Regions from separate parts of the Sus scrofa genome. Here region 1 is linked to region 2. A link is a contact called in public Hi-C data. All regions are on one chromosome and are shown on one strand. The core of a region is the stretch at or near the end of the contact, and the rest is flanking DNA. Distances in the headings are between cores, read along the strand shown.

Region 1 (5,266 bases), core at 1,864-4,363, 220 kb after region 2:
AAGAAATGATTAGGATCAATTCTGAATGGAAACATGCAAAAGTCAATCAAGGGAATCAATCAAATAGCCTTAGACAAATATGGTTACTAAACTGTTATTTTCGTCTAATGAACGAATGTCCTAAGAGAAAGGTGGTCTGCAGATTATATCTGTAAAAAGAGAATTTCAAGGAGGCAAAGGGTAAGGGAGGCATAATTCAGGGATCAAGTTTAGAAAAGGTTTTACCTAGGAATGAATCCCCTAATCCAGACACATGCCTAAGGGAGGATACACCATACTAAGTCCATCATAAAGTTATACAACTAATTCCCCCTCCTCTGATTTCAGGTTCACTAAGCAGCTAATTACAATTTGCACTCCCATTAGATTTGCCTACAGGGAGACACTATGCAGGAGAAGAGTAACTGGTCCACTGAATATTAGGAAAATTCACTCTGTCTAAATTTTTTTTTATACACAACTTACATTATTTAGAAAAGTACACTTCCATTTTCACAAGCCCTCTAACCTCTGTCATTATTACTAAAATAACTTCAAGGATTCATAAACTTTTAAAGCCTCTAGACTCCTCTTCTGTAAAATGGGAACAAAATAATTACTTGTCAGTGTAAGGGACATCTGTGTTTGTCAAAGGAAAGTCTGGCACTTCGATGCCCAAGCTCACAAAGCTAGTAATTGCAGAACGCTGAGATCTGAACCTAGATTTACTCAAACCCCTTTTTCCCCCATTGCAACATTCCTTATAGACTCTAGTCTCATTTATCACCACGAACTGTTAAGACTGGGGACAATTTACTTAACCTTTCTGTGCCTTGTATCTTTAAGTGACCTTCCTTCTAGGGCTTAGGCAACTAAAACTTGTGCAAAAACTGTTGCTACTGCCTCCTGAGAAAAATAACCTTACGTTTTAAAGTTAAAGCCTCAACTTCTGAGAAACTTCTGTGCTACTAATTAACTCCAGTATAAATGTTCTGAATAGCAAAACCACTCCAATAAACACAAAAAGGGACTAGTATCTGAAAGGTGACTTTGTAAAACCCAAGATTGGGTAGCAATACAAAAGAATGAATCCCATCCACCACCACAGGTTGTCTCAAGTCTTAGAAGAACAGATCAACATCTGTTTGGCTTGAAAGGGGATTATCAAAATGTTAAGACTTATACTAGAAATATTAAAACAAGAGCTAAAAAGAGCTGAAGTATAGCTTACTTGTTCTATAACTAAGAGCACATGATTTCAAGGAGTTTGGTAAATATATTCTCTACCAAATCAACTACTTGGCACAAATAACTTTAAACATTTCTAGTACGCTAAGTAAACTACATTTATAAGAAACGTTTTAGAAGGAAGGATTATAGAAAATATCAGCACAGAAATCTAAGAAAACAAGTAAAAACTACCATAAGCATGCCTTTGCTAAAAAAAGTTCAACAAGAAGTTTAATGGAGATGAAATTAGTAAAATTATTCACAAAAAAGGAGTCTTAGCTGAATAGCTTCCTCTGCATTCACAGACTGCTCTCATATTTCATATTACCCTGACATATAAAGAATTTTCTCGGTTGGATGTTCTCCTAAAAGGGGTAGCGTCAGAGGTTAAGGATATTGTTTAATTCATCCTTCAAAGAGTTACCACATTTGACTTCCACCAGCACTCTGAAAGACTGCGAACATGAAGCAGCTTTTCTAAAATCACAGCTAATAACATTTTGACCACAAAGTCAACCTTACAGGGTTAAAACCATCAACCTCGCTTTATTAAACTTTCCTTTTGATTCAATCTGATGGGCAAAGGAATCTGAGTCTTAAAAAAAGTTACAACAAATTCAGCGCTGCGATTAGAAAAAAATTGTCATCCCCTCCCCCTCCCTCCCCCATAACTTTCGAAAACTTGTTCCCAGGCTTTCAAAACCCCCACCCGTAAGATTCCTACACCTCTCTCCCAACAGGAAAGACGCCTTCACTCAGGAAAGCGGTTTCGAGGTTTTTGGTTTTTTTTAGTTGATAACCCCCCCCATACCACCCCAAACTGAAAAAGTAGCAGCAGTGTATACCGTACCTGGGCGTTGGCTTCGTGGAGTTTGTGCTCGGTAGAGACGTGGTGCCTCAGAAGGAGGGTTTTCTTGTAGTTGCGGGTCCCTCGCGAAAGCTCGTCGTGCCCCATTTGAGGCAGGTCCCCGCTCGCCCCGTCCTCGGGGGTCTTTTGGCACCAGCCGCAAGACATAAGGCCAGTATCCTTGGAATAGCGCAGCCAGGGAAAATCTTTGAGCCAGGCGGTCTGGAAGGAGCACTGGAGCTTCTGCATTAGAGACTTGGGCCGCGCGAGCGGGAAGTGCTGGACCGTCTCTCCTTCGCCAGCTCCCACACCGCTGCCCTCCGCTTCGTCCCCGCCATCGCCGCCCGACCGCCTGCTGCTGCTGCAGCTGCCGCCTTCCGCCCCGCTGCCGTCGCCCAGGCTCGCCCCCTCCTCTTCGTCCTCGGTGCTGTCGCTCAGGGACGCGCCGTCCGGCATCAACTCTTTCCCCTCCAGCGCGTCCAGCTCCAGCTCCACGGCCGCCGGCCCTCGCCCATTGAAATGCCTCAGGGGCCACGCCGAGGTCTCGGGGCGGCCGCGGCTACTGCCATTGTTGCCGAGCCCCCCGCCGCCGCCGCCGCCGCGGAAGGCCAGAGTCCGACGGTTCCTTTCCGCTAGCAGGGGGCCCCCCGCGCCGCCGCCGCCCAGCGAAGTGGGGCCGCCCGCGTCTTGGGGGAGCAGCAACTCCTTGGTCTCCTCGGAGGCGGCGGCGGCCGCCCCAGCGGAGGCCTCCAGGTCTTGGGGCTCCAGGCCCTCCAATTCCACTTCCTCGTCGGCCCCCCGCCCATTGAGCTGCTGCGGCGCTGGCGGCTGGGGCTGTCTGGGCTGGGGCTGCTGGGGCCAAGCCGAGGCCTCCCCGCCAACGTTATTGTTCACGGAGCCGCCGCCGCCGCCACCGCTGGCGGTGACCAACCCGCCTCCTCGGAACGCCAGCGTCCTGCGGTTCATTTCACTGAACGACATGGCGCGCGCCGCCGCCGCCGCCCGGTGCCCCGGCTCGCGCCCGGCCTCGGGCCGCGTCCCGCGCGCTCCCCGCCGCTCCCCCTCCGCTTCGCCCCCGCCCCCACCCCGGGCGTTCCGGTCTCGCGGGGCTCGGCCTCGCCCTCCCGCCCGGCCGCCCGGCTCGCGCTCGTTCCCGGGGCTGCCTCACGCGTCCGTCGCCGCCGCCGGCCGCCGGGCCGCCGCCTCCAGCCGCCTCCTCGTCCTCCACCCCCGCCCCGCTGCGCTCCAGGCAGCGTCCCGCGCGGAGAAGGGGGCGGGCGGCGGAGAGGTGAGCAGCGAGCCCGGGCGCGTGGGGCCTTCGAAGTTGAGAGGCGGAGTGCGGGGAGACCCTCCGCTGCCCCCTCTTTAAAGCCGCGCGCACACACCGACCCTGCAAACAGATATCCTTCCTCCGGCGCGCCGAGGAGTCCCGACGCCGCCGCCGCCGCCGGCTTCCGAGGCGGTGAGGGCGACAGGCACGTTAAACTGCCGGGCTCCGCCACATAACGAACCGACAATAAAGCCGGCGGAGCGTTTCCGTCCGACCAGGCCCTGGCGGAGGTCGAATGGCAAATGAACAACGGACCGTGCGCCCACAATGCACCGGGGTAGCAGTAACCGCTGGAGGGGGAAAGGGTGGGGGCCGGGCTGGGGGAGGGGGGCTGGGCTTGGGGCTGGGCTGGGGTGGGGTGGGGGCGCCAGGGGACCGGGAAAGGGGCCGGGCCGCGCCTCCGGCCTGGGGGCGGGGGTGCGGCCGCGGGGAAGGAAGTCGGCCGAGGGGCGGGGGACAAAAGGCCGGGCGGCGGGCTGGGGGTCTCGGGGAGGGGGCGGGCGTGTGCGGCCGGGGCCGGGCTCCGCGGAGGACAAACAGCTGGCGAGTGTCAGGGTCTGGCCGCCTCCCCGCTGCCCGCACGCACCTACCCGCGCCCAGGAGGCACATTTTCCTTCTCTCGCCACGAGTTCACCTGGGACTTTGGAAATAAACTGTGCGGTGGGAGCCGCGCTCCAGCCGTGTCATTTGCTGGGGGTGGGCGGCGGTGCCCGAGGAAGTGAACTTATTTTGTTCCTTCACAAAGACTGGACCAGGCGGTGCCTTTCACGCGAGGAGATTGCAACCACGGACACCTCCTTGTCTGGTGCATTGTGTGCGCGAGGCAGCACCTCAGGCCCAGGGCAATAATCATTTCACAGAAAATGCACCGCCCCGAGTGTCTTATTGCTGTGATGAAATGGAAATTTAAATAAAAGGTCGAACACGTGCGTTCAGTGGGAAGTATTGACATGGGTGTTACATCACCGGCAGCCAATCAGATAACCCCAGTCGTGTTTATACTTCTACAACCACCTTGTGAGTATTACAGTATGTCATAACGTTATAAATATTAGGCAGGGTTTTCCCCAGGAGTGGGGAGGAGTCTGCTTATACTGACGCCGTGTGCGACTCCGAAGAAGAACGTGTGTATGACAGGAATTGCTTTTTAGGACTTGTTTTTTAACTGTTTACACTGCATATGGAATTTAGAATGATTAGAAGAACAGATTGAGCGGGAAATGAAAGTCATAGTAATAATCATAGTCAAGTTTTTCAGGGAAAGATTTTCCAACTTAGAGCCCTTATACCCCTATTTGTAAAATTTCGAATAAGCTAAATCTAGCCAATTTTAAAGTGTTTAGACTCTACTATTTTGAAATGTGAAATAAATCTTTATTATTTTTATTCAACTGTATTTCAGGTAAAAAAGATATTCTCAAGCAATGGAGGAGCTTTTTACTCTTCTAAGAAATGTCTTAAAGGACTACATCTAGTCACAGTGGAGCATGATGGAGGATAATGTGAGAAGAAGAATGTATATAAGTATGTGTGACTGGGTTACTTTGCTGTACAGTAGAAAATTGACAGAACACTGTAAACCAGCTATAATGGAAAAAATAAAAATAACTTAAAAGACAAAGTATTGAGAGTTTAATCACAAACTAATATAAAATATGTTCAAGATAATTATCAAGAGTGGAAAAATGATATATGTTACTATCAGAGGTATGTATTATGTGCATAGGAAAAAATGAGAAATACAAACTACAATTGTAGATTATCTAGTGTTAGAGGCTTTAATTTTCTATCATATATTAATGGGAAGTTATATATGTTTAATAAAAAGCATGTGTTACGATTTTTAGGCTTTCTAATTTTATGATTGTACTCTTCAGAAA
Region 2 (5,143 bases), core at 1,058-3,557:
TTTTGATCCTTTATATGCTGGAAAAGGATCATTTTGTTAGGATGTGGGTCTGCAAAGAGGGCAAGATTCCAGCAAAATGTCTATCAGCATTCTTGGCAAATACATAAGATAAGGCACCACTGCTTTCTAAAAAATGTTATGAATTGGTTTTGACCTTCTTCTGAAAAATTTATTTCTGCATTCCATAGTTCTTTTGATTAAATAGTGTTTCTAAAGGAAATGTTATTCACAAGTAAACACAAATTAACTTTTGGCATTGGCATGAGGCAGTGTAACCACACGGTAACAACAGTTGGCTCTCAAAATAATTGCAGTTTCTTTACTTAAGATGATTACACATCTCTGCACCATGAACTTATTTTATTTTACAAGTCATGCTGCAGTATATTTATAAGCTTCCTGGGCCTGCCAAGTGACTTTGTCACACCAGGTAATATGACCTAAATCATTACATGAGGCTTCTCTTAAAGTCATGTTGTCTTGAATGGAGCTTTCTTATTTATTGCAGGCAATTTGGGTCCAGAGAGCATAACAGTCTCTGGGGAGACCGCAGGGAACGAGATGCTAATTTAGTTTTGTTGATGCTGTCAAGGTGTGAGCCTGCATAAGTGACCATTTGATTCTGAAAGAGCCTTGCTGTAATGAGATGGTTAACTTCCTCCTGCTATTCAGCTTGACTGAACTCCACTCATCTCACTGAACTTTTTGCTCCACATAGTGGAGGAATGCGCTGGAAATCTATAATTAGGCAAAAGTAGTGGAGACATTTTTCCATGAATGCTAGTCTGCCGTTTGTCTTCACTTCATTTCTGATTACCCAGATGTTAAGAGCATTTTTTTTTAATGAGGCATTTTGGGATTTTTTTTTTCCTCCTTGTAGTTAGAATATAGTTTTAATATATTCAAGAGGCACATTAATATGGAGGAGAAATTATCCTAAAAGCAAGCTGAATTTATACAAATGCTAATTAAGATTGGGCATTTTATAAAGTAAAGCAAATCTTCAGTGATTAAAGGAGCCTCCTGAAGGTATTCCAACTGGGCAAAGATCTATCTACATTAGCAAGCATTTCATCATGTTTTTCCCCACAAGTGGAAAGGTGAAATTCAATACCAGTCTTGTCAGTAATTATTGCCAATAAATCCTCATCCGATCTCAGCTTTGCCAGGGAGAAAGGAGGATACTAACAGCACAAGTGCCTGCACTGGAGGAGAAAAAGTTCAACTGGTAGACCAGGGTTTGGGGCTCTGGCCCATGTGGGTTATGTACTAGTCATAGTCAAGTGGCAAGTCCCAACTTCTTGGTACCTCAGGGTCCTCATCTGTGAAATGGGCATGATAATCCTTACTCCGAAAGATAGATATTGTGAGAATGCATGAGATTGTGTGAATAAACTTTTTAAGACATAAAACCCCCACCAAATGTAAGGCAGTGTTATTTCAGGAGAGTAAATGGCTTTTGGTGACTAATCAGAAAGGATTTCTCTTAGGTTCTTAAATCTTAGACTAGTTTTTTCTATAAGCATAGTCTAAGGGTCATGGTCCTATAAGAGATAACTTTTAAAAAGTTAAAATGCTGAGTTGGAGGGGGTGAGTAGGAGGATCCACAAATAGGACACATAATTTCTCCCTTAGAAATGCAGTATAGGGAGTTCCCATTGTGACCAGAGGTTAACCATCCCGGCTAGTATCCATGAGGATGCGGGTTCGATCCCTGGCCTCTTTCAGTGGTTAAGGATACAGCATTGCTGTGGCTGTGGCATAGGCCAGGCAGCTACAGCTCCGATTCCACCCCTAGCCTGGGAGCCTCCATATGCTGCTGGAGCGTCCCTAAAAGAAACAAACAAACAAAAACAAAAACAATATATAAACGCTGATCTTCCCAAACCTAGTGAATCTACACATCTTTCTTTTCCTTGTTTTCATGTAATCTCCACTATCATCCTAAAGAACAAGCGTGGCACAAGGCCCATCAGAAAACTCTTGGAAAAAACCTGTTATGTGATTAAAATAAATGTTTATAAATTATAATGTGACCTCTTTTTTGGAGGTATAGAGTATAACATACATACTCAGCTGGTGCAAATTACTCAGAGGGCTGTAGGCGCTATCATCAGCGTCTAGAATCCAGGACCCCGTCTCCCACCCTGAAATCCCACCACCCCTGCCCCGCCCCCGCCCCCTGGGCTCCGGGTGTCCCTAACTGAGTACTGACGCGGAGCTTGTGTGCGCGGACAGAGGGCCTGAGTGGATCCTGGAAGGAGGGGAGCGGCGTGCCTTCCAGCACCAGCAGCAGCGGCTACTGGAGCTGGAGCGCCCCCAGCGACCAGTCCAACCCGTCCACGCCGTCGCCGCCCCTGTCCGCCGACAGCTTCAAGCCCTTCCGCAGCCCCGCGCCCACGGACGACGGCATCGACGAGGCGGAGGCCAGCAACCTTCTCTTTGACGAGCCCATTCCCAGGAAACGAAAGGTGGGTTTGGGGTTTTCACTGCAGAAATGTGCTTTCCATCTGCCTTCCAAAGGCGGCTCCGAGCCTGGGTGGTGATTCTGGCCCTTCTCCCCACGCCCCTTTTGATCAACAGAAGCAGCCTCTGTTCCCCTCTTAAGATTCTTTGACGTTTCAAAATAAATTAAGGGTCATGACTAAAGACAGATATAAAAGACTAAAACACCGATATGTTTCTGCCGCTGTCTTCCAGATACACCTTCCACCACCCCAGTCCCATCCCTTTCCCTGGTTCTAAGTTGCTGCTCTGGTGTAAGAGTTAACATCAGGAAACCTGGCACTTACCAGTATTTGGAAGTTAAAAAAAAATTGGACTTCAGGCTTGGTTTGGTAATTAACTCATTCTCTTGGTGGGGACTTAACTTTTTCATCTGTAAAATAAAATTAATGTTTTTCTCTTTTCTGCTTCACTGAGCCCTGAAAGGTTGTTGGAAAGAATATTTTGCATCTTTATAAAACCAGATTGAAATACACATGAAAGCTAACATATAAACATATGTAGTACCTACATACCCCAAATTATGTATTCATTACATTAGGTGTGAAATAAGGAGATCTAATGAATTGACTTAATCAATTAAGCGGTTACATTTTAATATTTTATTATTTTTAATGATTTTTATTTTTTCCATTATAGTTGTTTTACAGTGTTCTGTCAGTTTTCCACTGTACAGCCAAGTGACCTAGCCTCACACACACACACATTCTTTTTCTCACATTATCCTCCATCATGTTCCATCACAAGTGACTAGATATAGTTCACAGTGCTATACAGCAGGATCTCATTGCTTATTCTTTCCAAATGCAATAGTTTACATCTGTTAACCCCAAGCTCCCAGTCTATCCCACTCCCTCCTCCTCCCCCTTGGCAACTGAAAGTCTGTTCTCCGAGTCCATGAGTTTCTTCTCTGCAGAAAGATTCATTTGTGCAGTATATTAGATTCCAGATATAAGTGGTATCTTATGGTTTTTTGTCTTTCTCTTTCTGACTTAATTCACTTAATATGAGAGTCTCTGGCTCCATCCACCTTGCTGCAAATGGCATTGTCTTACTCTTTTTTATGGCTGGGTAGTATTCCATAGTATATATGTACCACATCTTAATCCATTCATCTGTCGATGGTTACATTTTTAGTTAATCCTCGAAGTAGTCCTATACAGTGAGTTTTATTTTCCCATCTTGATGAGGAGATTAAGGACCAGGGAGGTTATTATACATTCAACTCACCTCTGTCATGCAGGTTAAAAAGGGCCACCATTCCAACCCAGGTCTGCCGGAACCGGAAGCTCATATTCTTTTCATTCTTCCCACATACATTTAAATTATTATGTTCACTCACAATTTTTTAAAGTGTTTCTACTTCATAAAGAAATACTACTGCTATATCCAAAACACTTTTTAACTTTATTTTTTAAATTTCCATATAAATATGAAACATTTTATTACATATTAATTTTTTGATTTGCAGTTGGTACCTTTATTATTAATGATTATTCACCAACAAAAATCCAAAGAAAACCCTGAGGAGGGAGTTCCTGTTGTGGCTCACTGGTAAGGATCTCTAGTAGCATCCATGAGGACACGGGTTTGATCCCTGTCCTCACTCAGTGGGTCAAGGATCCGGCGTTGCTGTAAGCTGTGGTATAGGTCTGCAGCTGCAACTTAGATTCAATCCCTAGCCTGGGAACTTCCATATGCCACAGGTGGGCCCCTCCCCCACCCCCAAAAAAAGAAAAGAAAACCCTGAGGACTACAATGCAACCTTCCCTCCCCCCCAATTCATTTCAAAGAGAAAAACAAATGGCATTGCTCCAACACTGTCCCTCCTTGGCGTCTCTTAGCATCCTTGCAGAGTGTGTGACAGTGTCCATGGTGCAGGCGCTCTGTCTGCCCAGAGAAACAAGCCTTAAAGTAGTCTCCTGTCCTTCTCAGAGGCAGCAGCATGAAGACCTGCTGTTTCACACACTGGTCCTTCAGGCAGGGGGCCTGGAGTTGTTCTTGCATCCCATGGGTTCCCAGAGACACTGGGTTTTTGCTTGGCTAGCAGGGGAGAGAGGCTAGTAGAGGAGCTACTGTATCAGTGGGACTCCTCAGGCAAGACGGCTGCATGGATCTGGAGTCTTGTTCTGTTGCTTCAGGCTGCACAGACATTCTCTTTGGAGCCCTCAGAGTGTGTGGTCCTGGCTGTCATGAAGTGTGGTCCAGCCCAGTGGCAAGAACTCACAGCACAGGGAACCCTCATGCTTGTAAAGTGCACTGGGGAAGGAAAGTCGGCCACAGCCTGTCCTTTCTAGTGGAGCCACGAGCCAGAATTTACACTCTTGCATTGCAATTAGGCTGCATTGGTCAGATTCACATGTAAGGTCTATAGACGTCAATTAGGGGAAAGTCACGTCACCAATGGAAAAGAAAAAAAAAAGCAGCAGCACTTAGTTGAAGGGCACAGACCCACTTTGCAGGTAGGAATGAATGAATGTTTGAGAACCATGTTCCTCCTTCTTTCTTTCTAACTTCTCCCTCTGTTCAGACCCTACGAAGTTTCCCCAGGGCAATACCAAGAGGATAAAGCTTATGGTCCCTGATGTTTAATGCGTGGATCTTACATGGACCAAGGCACTGGCTTTTGAACTTGAAG

The links. Hi-C and Micro-C count contacts between places; a contact is called where the count stands out from the background.
Region 1: a contact with region 2 is called in a Hi-C map of retroperitoneal adipose tissue, with 3 times the contacts expected there. A contact is called at or near these places in 1 of 5 promoter capture datasets (liver), 18 of 47 Hi-C or Micro-C datasets (alveolar macrophages, brain, embryonic fibroblasts and 13 more) and 1 of 2 datasets of targeted methods (skeletal muscle).

Annotation. Positions count from the first base shown.
Region 1 is chr4:56,171,224-56,176,489 of Sscrofa11.1, forward strand. ZBTB10 (zinc finger and BTB domain-containing protein 10) reads right to left here and starts at 3,114. Exons shown (of 6, transcript XM_005663005.3): 1 at 2,060-3,114. The coding sequence starts at 3,037. LOC110260268 (a long non-coding RNA gene) reads left to right here and starts at 3,812. Exons shown (of 2, transcript XR_002343237.1): 1 at 3,812-4,403; 2 at 4,789-5,266.
Region 2 is chr4:55,955,869-55,961,011 of Sscrofa11.1, forward strand. It overlaps ZNF704 (zinc finger protein 704), which reads left to right. Exons shown (of 9, transcript XM_021089176.1): 4 at 2,239-2,471. Among named protein-coding and RNA genes, the nearest start is that of ZBTB10, 220 kb to the right of the region's middle.